Regions from separate parts of the Rattus norvegicus genome. Here region 2 is linked to region 1. Evidence: chromatin contacts called from public Hi-C data. All regions are on one chromosome and are shown on one strand. Each heading gives the region's core, a stretch centred on a gene start, on an enhancer-like site or on the middle of the called end of the contact. The rest is flanking DNA. Distances are from core to core; before and after follow the strand shown. Region 1 has its middle 220 kb from the start of Rngtt. Region 2 holds the start of Cnr1 (cannabinoid receptor 1).

Region 1 (2,998 bases), core at 369-2,868:
GTTGAAATCAATGGTGATTTTGTAGGCTGTTTAAAATTACGTGGCTAGCCAAGCCTGCTGCTGATAGAAAGTGCTGCAGAGGAAACCTTCAAGTTTGGCGCCCTCTACTGCCCATGTGGCTCAGCTAAAGACGCAGAGCTATTCATGAGGCATGTGTTGGGGGCAAGGGTCAGAGGTAGATGGCCAGCGTGACTACATTGCTGACTAATAACTGAGGGAGAAATGGAAGGGACATATTGCTGCAAAGGGCCAGGAGAAGCAGAGTGATCTTTGGTTGGCTCCAGGAACCATTTCCTGGAGGGAGGACTGCGGTCACTGAAGAGAGCTGGGAATAGAACAAACCGTGGTCACCCTGTGCCTGAGCTTCTCTGGGATAGTTGTCATCTGTGCTTCTGCAAGAGGCCTGTGCTCAGAGGTCTGTGGTAACTTGCCCAGAATCACACAGTCCCGGGGAGCTGGGACTTGACCCTTGTTTTCTTTCTCCACATGGCCCTAAGGTGGCATTTGTCATGAATTTTAAGAGACAGTGCTTCCTCAGCTCATTTCAGATCTGAACGTCTGACATTCATGCCTGATAAGCAGAAGCCAGAGCCCAAAGCCAGCAGATACTGCAAGGTATGGTGCCTTGGCAGCCCCTAGTGGGCACTAGCTGTACAGGGTGGCCCGGTCATCCCTCTCCGTTCTCTCTGAGTGTGCCAGCATCTTGTTCTGTTTTGACCATCCCTAGAAAAATATGTTTTTCTAAGACATGACATTGACTTCATCTAAATCACAAATGCAGATTAAAACACTTGTGTTTTAGTGACTGATCCAGACAGTACATTTTGTTTGCTGAGGGTGGGTAGCCTCAAAATAGAGGGTGAACCTGAAGTCTGACTGTATTTACCATACAGTTGGCCCATCGAACCAGCTGTAAGTTGATGACAACCTCCCCTGAAGGCCATCACTAACACTCACTAGTCACAGCCTGGACAAACAGTGCTCTCTAAAGGGACAGAAAGCAGTAAACTGTCTGAGAAGAGCCCAGGATGGGCCAACTCTGACTTTCTTAGCCTGGGGGTACAGCTGAGACTAATTCCGGAGACAGTCCATTTCCTTCAGCCTCTCCACTTGGAGACCTCCTGCTCCTTCAAGGGACCTCCCCTCGGAGAGAATTCTAGTCAAGCCCTCAGCCTGTCTCTTACCCAAAGGTTGTGAGTGAGCTTTGGGGGCCTTGCTTTTGGGAGAAGTCCTTAGCAGAATCTTTCTAAAATATGCTGTATTTTTTGTCTGGTACCCCAAGCATTCTTCATCCTGAAAGTTCCAGACTTGGCAAGCAATTCTCTGGGCAGATAAAGTTAGAATGTTCTTTGCACACCTGTTCCCAGAAGCACAGAACTGTTCCTTGCATGGGCCACTGCTCGTAAGGTTTTGATTGGCAGCCTCCTTTATTCTTGTCACCCTGAAAATCTTGTCACCAAACCTTTCCATGTGCACCTGTGAAAGTGACAGAGAAGAAACGCCAGTCACAAAGCTAATCTACTTCCCGTTTCAGAATGTGACAGCCCACACGAATGACGTAGGGTCCCAGTGCTTGGCCTCCGTTGACATAGAGTGGAACACAGCTGCTACTGGCCTGAGTTCCTCAGAACTGCCCATAGATTGTGTGGAGCTTCCTGAAAGAACCACACTGGACTGAGGAAGTTGCTTCAGGCTTGAGCTGACTGGCCCATTCTCTGAGGTTAGGATCACAAAACCCAGGCCTTCTCCTTTCCTCCCTTTCTTTTGCCTGCATAAAGGAAGAATAGATTCCTTGTCATGGGCCTCTGCTGGAAGTTGTCCCCAAGTGCTGCTGGATCTGAGTCTAGCAGATGACTGATGGGGGAGGATTGTGGAGGGAAAAGCAGTCGGGCACCCCAGGTGGAGAGTAGAATGTGGAGTGCTCTATTCTAGATGGCACCATGTGTGGAGGGATGGAATCAATTTGTTTCTGCCTTCTGGGCCAAATGCCTGGTCCAGAGTTTCCCCACAGAGCCCAGCCCCTCTCAAAGCCTGGAGGCAGAGAAGAGGTGTCAAGACTTGAGACCCCTCAGGGCCTGTGGAGGGAGTGTATCTGATTCTCCCAAAGCCCTAAACCCATGGTGGGTCTAGAATAATCCCAGTGCCTACTGTGAGGGTCAGTTGAATTCAGCAACCATCTTTATTCTCGGGCGCATCCAAAATATTCTCCTTCCTGTCCTTTGTCACCAGAGAGAGGAGACACCCATGTCGAGAGTGGAGACGTGCATGTAGAGCTCGTTATAAATGAGCCCTCTTCCCAGCTTCTACATGAAGTCAAAGCTGCCCTGAAAACTGACAAGTGCTTCCCTTCCATTATACAAAACCCAGACAACAAACCTGACTAAAGCAAGCAGGCCCTAGGGGTGCCTTCCAAATCAGCCCCATTCCATAAGCATCTCCCCTGCCAGCGCACATGGTACACGCACTTCCAGTTTCGATGATTTCAGAGATTTTTAAAATGTCAAAGAAATTCTGGCTGTAAATGTCCCCACAGTGGTTTTGTCATTTTGTAGAGAAGGAAAGCAAGCTTCCTGCCTGGCCAGCCCTTTCAGAATGGCCCAAGCTGTGGGCCCAGCCCCTCCTTCCCAGTCCCTTCCTACCACTCCCCCAGCCTATTCATATTCTGATCTACACACTTGAAAAGATGTTATTCCAAATGTTCCTGCCAAAGAGAAAATCTTCCTCCTGTTTTTAGAGCTGCTTTCGAAAGACTTAATACGCTTGTGAGGCCAGTGGCTGCAGATGTGGCCAACGGAGCAGAGACTCAACTGGCTGGACTTCGGGGAGCTGGCCAACTGACTTTTCACACCCTAGAGGTAGGAAGGGCTCAGATTCCTGAGAGTGTCTAGCTCTGTTGCTGAGAACTCCAGGAGTGGACTGTGCTGACCGATGACCGGCAGGAACAAGACTAGGTAGCCCAACCCACACACCAGGGATGGGGCTTCCCGATTCAGAATTC
Region 2 (2,998 bases), core at 339-2,838, 490 kb after region 1:
CTGGGCTGTCTGCAGAGCTCTCGTAGAGTCTGGGGGCAAATTTCCTTGTAGCAGAGAGCCAGCCCCTTGGCTGGGCGACAGGTGCCGAGGGAGCTTCTGGCCCGTGGACCGGGGGATGAGAAGGGTAAGACCTGGCACAGTGGCGTTTGGGAATAGCTTTTCCGCCTCCCGCCCCCTCGATACTGGCCAGTGGTCCCCAGGTGTCCTACGCGGAGTTCGTGTTCCGTGTTCCAGAAGAGCAAATCGTGCTAATGTGGTGTTTACTTAGCTGTATAGTCCCAGCTTGTTACCTGTGGTCTAAGCTACTTCTGGAGGCTTCTACCATTTACAATTTACTGAATGTGCCCCTAGCTCTGCATACACTGATGTCTGCTTTTAGAAAATGTGTAATTGTGCATGTTTGAAAAACAGGCGCTGGAGTCAATGCTTGCTATCTTTTAACCGTTTCAGAAACTAAGTCTTCCGGGGGAATACATGTCTCTGTGCCGAATCTAGAAAACGACTCAACTAAAATATTAAGTGTAATGTAAAAAATCTGTGCCAAACGACGAACTTCTGATGCAGAGCGATAGCTACAGTAGCCATCTCTCTTTAAGGAAAAAAACAAATCTGCATAGTATTGATACCTGTGATTGAATGTTATAGGAACACGAGACTAAGAGCTGGCGCCAGGCGAATAAAGTTGATGCTTTATTTTCAAAAGACGTTTCTTGGTAAGATTTACAAGTCATAAATGGAGCGTCTCCTAAATGCAAATGTTTGCTGTGATGGATGAGAACTGTTGTCTGGCCATCTCAAAGTTTAAAGCAACATGCGTGTTTCTAATTGTAGTACATGGGTCATCTCTCAAAGGTTTCAAAGAGGTTAGAAAAAATTTAATAACCTATTTATGAAACATCCTATTCCTATCTTTTTAATTTTCTTCCAAATAGGAGCTATTAGCTCTTCCTGCCTTTGTTTATTTCTTGGCATATTAAACCTCCTTGGACATTTAATCCAATAAGAGATTAGAGCAGATTTACTGGCTTTAAGGATGTTGAAAGATACCTCTCCCGGTCCCATAACTTCTCATTTTTATTGCCAACTTAATTCCTTTGAACAATGGGGAGATGCACATGCTCAGGGGAGACTCAGCGGGTACTGATTATCTGTGGGGTCGCTCCTGACATCAGTCTGTTTGGCAGAAAATTGAGAAACTAGGAGTAGCCGACCTCCGAGGTCCCCACAGGACTGTCTGATTTAAAGTGCTGGTCTTCTAATCCCAGCTTTTGACAATTTGAAAGGGAGATAGATCTACTGATCGATTTTTCTCTGTCCCCTCCTCCCTCCCTTCCCCTCCCTACCCCACCTTCTCTAACTCAGTTAGGAGCAATTCTATCAAAATGAAAGGCCGCGAATACTTTCTTAACTGAGAGAAATATTTTTTTCTGATTACGTCCACAGAGGAACAGAATGCGTGCACCTCTAGCATGCTAAGCAGCACACACTGCAGGCTGTTGGTTTAGGCACACGAGCAGTTGCTGTGGCTGGGAAAGAGGCTTCATGTTGACATGGTTTAAAAAAAGAAAAAAGAAAAAACCTAATCATTTTAGGTCGTTAGGAGAACTTACTGTGAACAGGCTCTTTTATTTCTTCAAAAGATGTCTCCCATTTCAAGCAAGGAGCACCCATGGCTGAGGTATGTATGTATCAAGTGTCTACTGGGGGGAGATTTCATTGTGTTCCAGATCCTACGTGAGGAGGGGGCGTGATAATGCCACATGGCTTACTTCTGACCTTTCAAAATGACTTTGCTTGTGTGCTCATTGTTAAGAAGACAAATCTGATACCCCCCCCCCCGCCCCCCGATTTAATGGCATCAGTGGCTGTGTATAGAAATGCATGTTGTGACTAGAACCTTAATTAAGCCATAGGTGGTGTTTGTGAATCGTGTATGTAAAGTTTTAATTCTGCTGAAAATAAGACCTCATGGTGGAGTGGAGCTGGGCTTGGCTTTGTTTGCTCTCCAGTGTTTTCTGCTTCTTTTTCCTTTCCCTGTTACCCATCTCCCAGCGGACTGTGTTCCTTTCTGTCTTGCCTGGGAGACTGCTCCTCTCTAATAAGCCTAACTGCAGGATCAGTGTGTTCTTTTTGGCATTTGAAAATGTTAAAATAGTGAAATTGTTAAATGTTATCCAGATGAAACTGCTCAGAATTATATTCTCCAAAAGAACCATGGTATTTGTGACATGCTATGGGTTACAGACCATCCTGAAGGAAAACTCCACGAATCGTTTTATCTATTTTCTCAAGAAGGAAGCAGCCCCAGTTGATTGTGTTGATAAGTGTTTAGTATGCTCTGTCAGCTTATGAATTACGAAAGCCAAGCCCGTGAAACTCTCCAAAACAATCTATGGCATTCTCCTGCGTTTTGACTTAGGATGAACATTAGCTGCCAGGATGTGTAGACAGGTTCTTTGGTTGTCTTGTATATTGGTCTTTGAAATTAGACTTGGACTTACTATATGAGAAAAAGCTTTATTAAATAGAGCTTATCTGACAGTTTAGAGTTCATGGCACTCACCAAATGCTTCTTCCCAGAAAGCAGTTGGCCTGATACATAATCTCCTCTAACTAGCTATTCAGGAATTTACAAGGAAAAAAGTAACAAATTGAATTTAGATACTGATAACACATTTATACCTAAGAACACACAATTGGTAAAGAGCAATTTGGTCATAGCTTCTTGAATTAGGTCAGTGCAATGCAGTCTCTCCTCTAGGATACTGCCCGTTATTCTTGGGGGTAATCACGTTTGGTTAGTTGCATAAGGAACACAGTTCAGAGCTTGGGTTCCCAGCATTTTTAAAGGATGTTGGGTCTTCCCAGTTGAAGACTCTTCTATCCTGTTTTGGTAGTCATCATTTCTGACTGATCTGGTAGAGTGAACCCAGCCTCTGGATTTAAATTATTTATAATTCTGGTTTTTTTTGTTTTTTTTTTTTACTGTAAACCAAGA

What was found. Hi-C and Micro-C count contacts between places; a contact is called where the count stands out from the background.
Region 2: a contact with region 1 is called in a Hi-C map of frontal cortex, with 3 times the contacts expected there. The contact joins the promoter of Cnr1 here to the enhancer-like site in region 1. A contact is called at or near these places in 2 of 12 Hi-C or Micro-C datasets (frontal cortex and prefrontal cortex).

Annotation. Positions count from the first base shown.
Region 1 is chr5:52,719,838-52,722,835 of GRCr8, forward strand. No RefSeq gene overlaps it. Among named protein-coding and RNA genes, the nearest start is that of Rngtt, 220 kb to the left of the region's middle. Within about 2 kb of position 1,619, at least 16 of the 93 cell types and tissues checked have an H3K27ac peak or open chromatin away from gene starts, as enhancers often do.
Region 2 is chr5:53,206,769-53,209,766 of GRCr8, forward strand. It overlaps Cnr1 (cannabinoid receptor 1), which reads left to right and starts at 1,589. Exons shown (of 2, transcript NM_012784.5): 1 at 1,589-1,678. It overlaps LOC120102853 (a long non-coding RNA gene), which reads right to left and starts at 62. Exons shown (of 5, transcript XR_005504708.2): 1 at 1-62.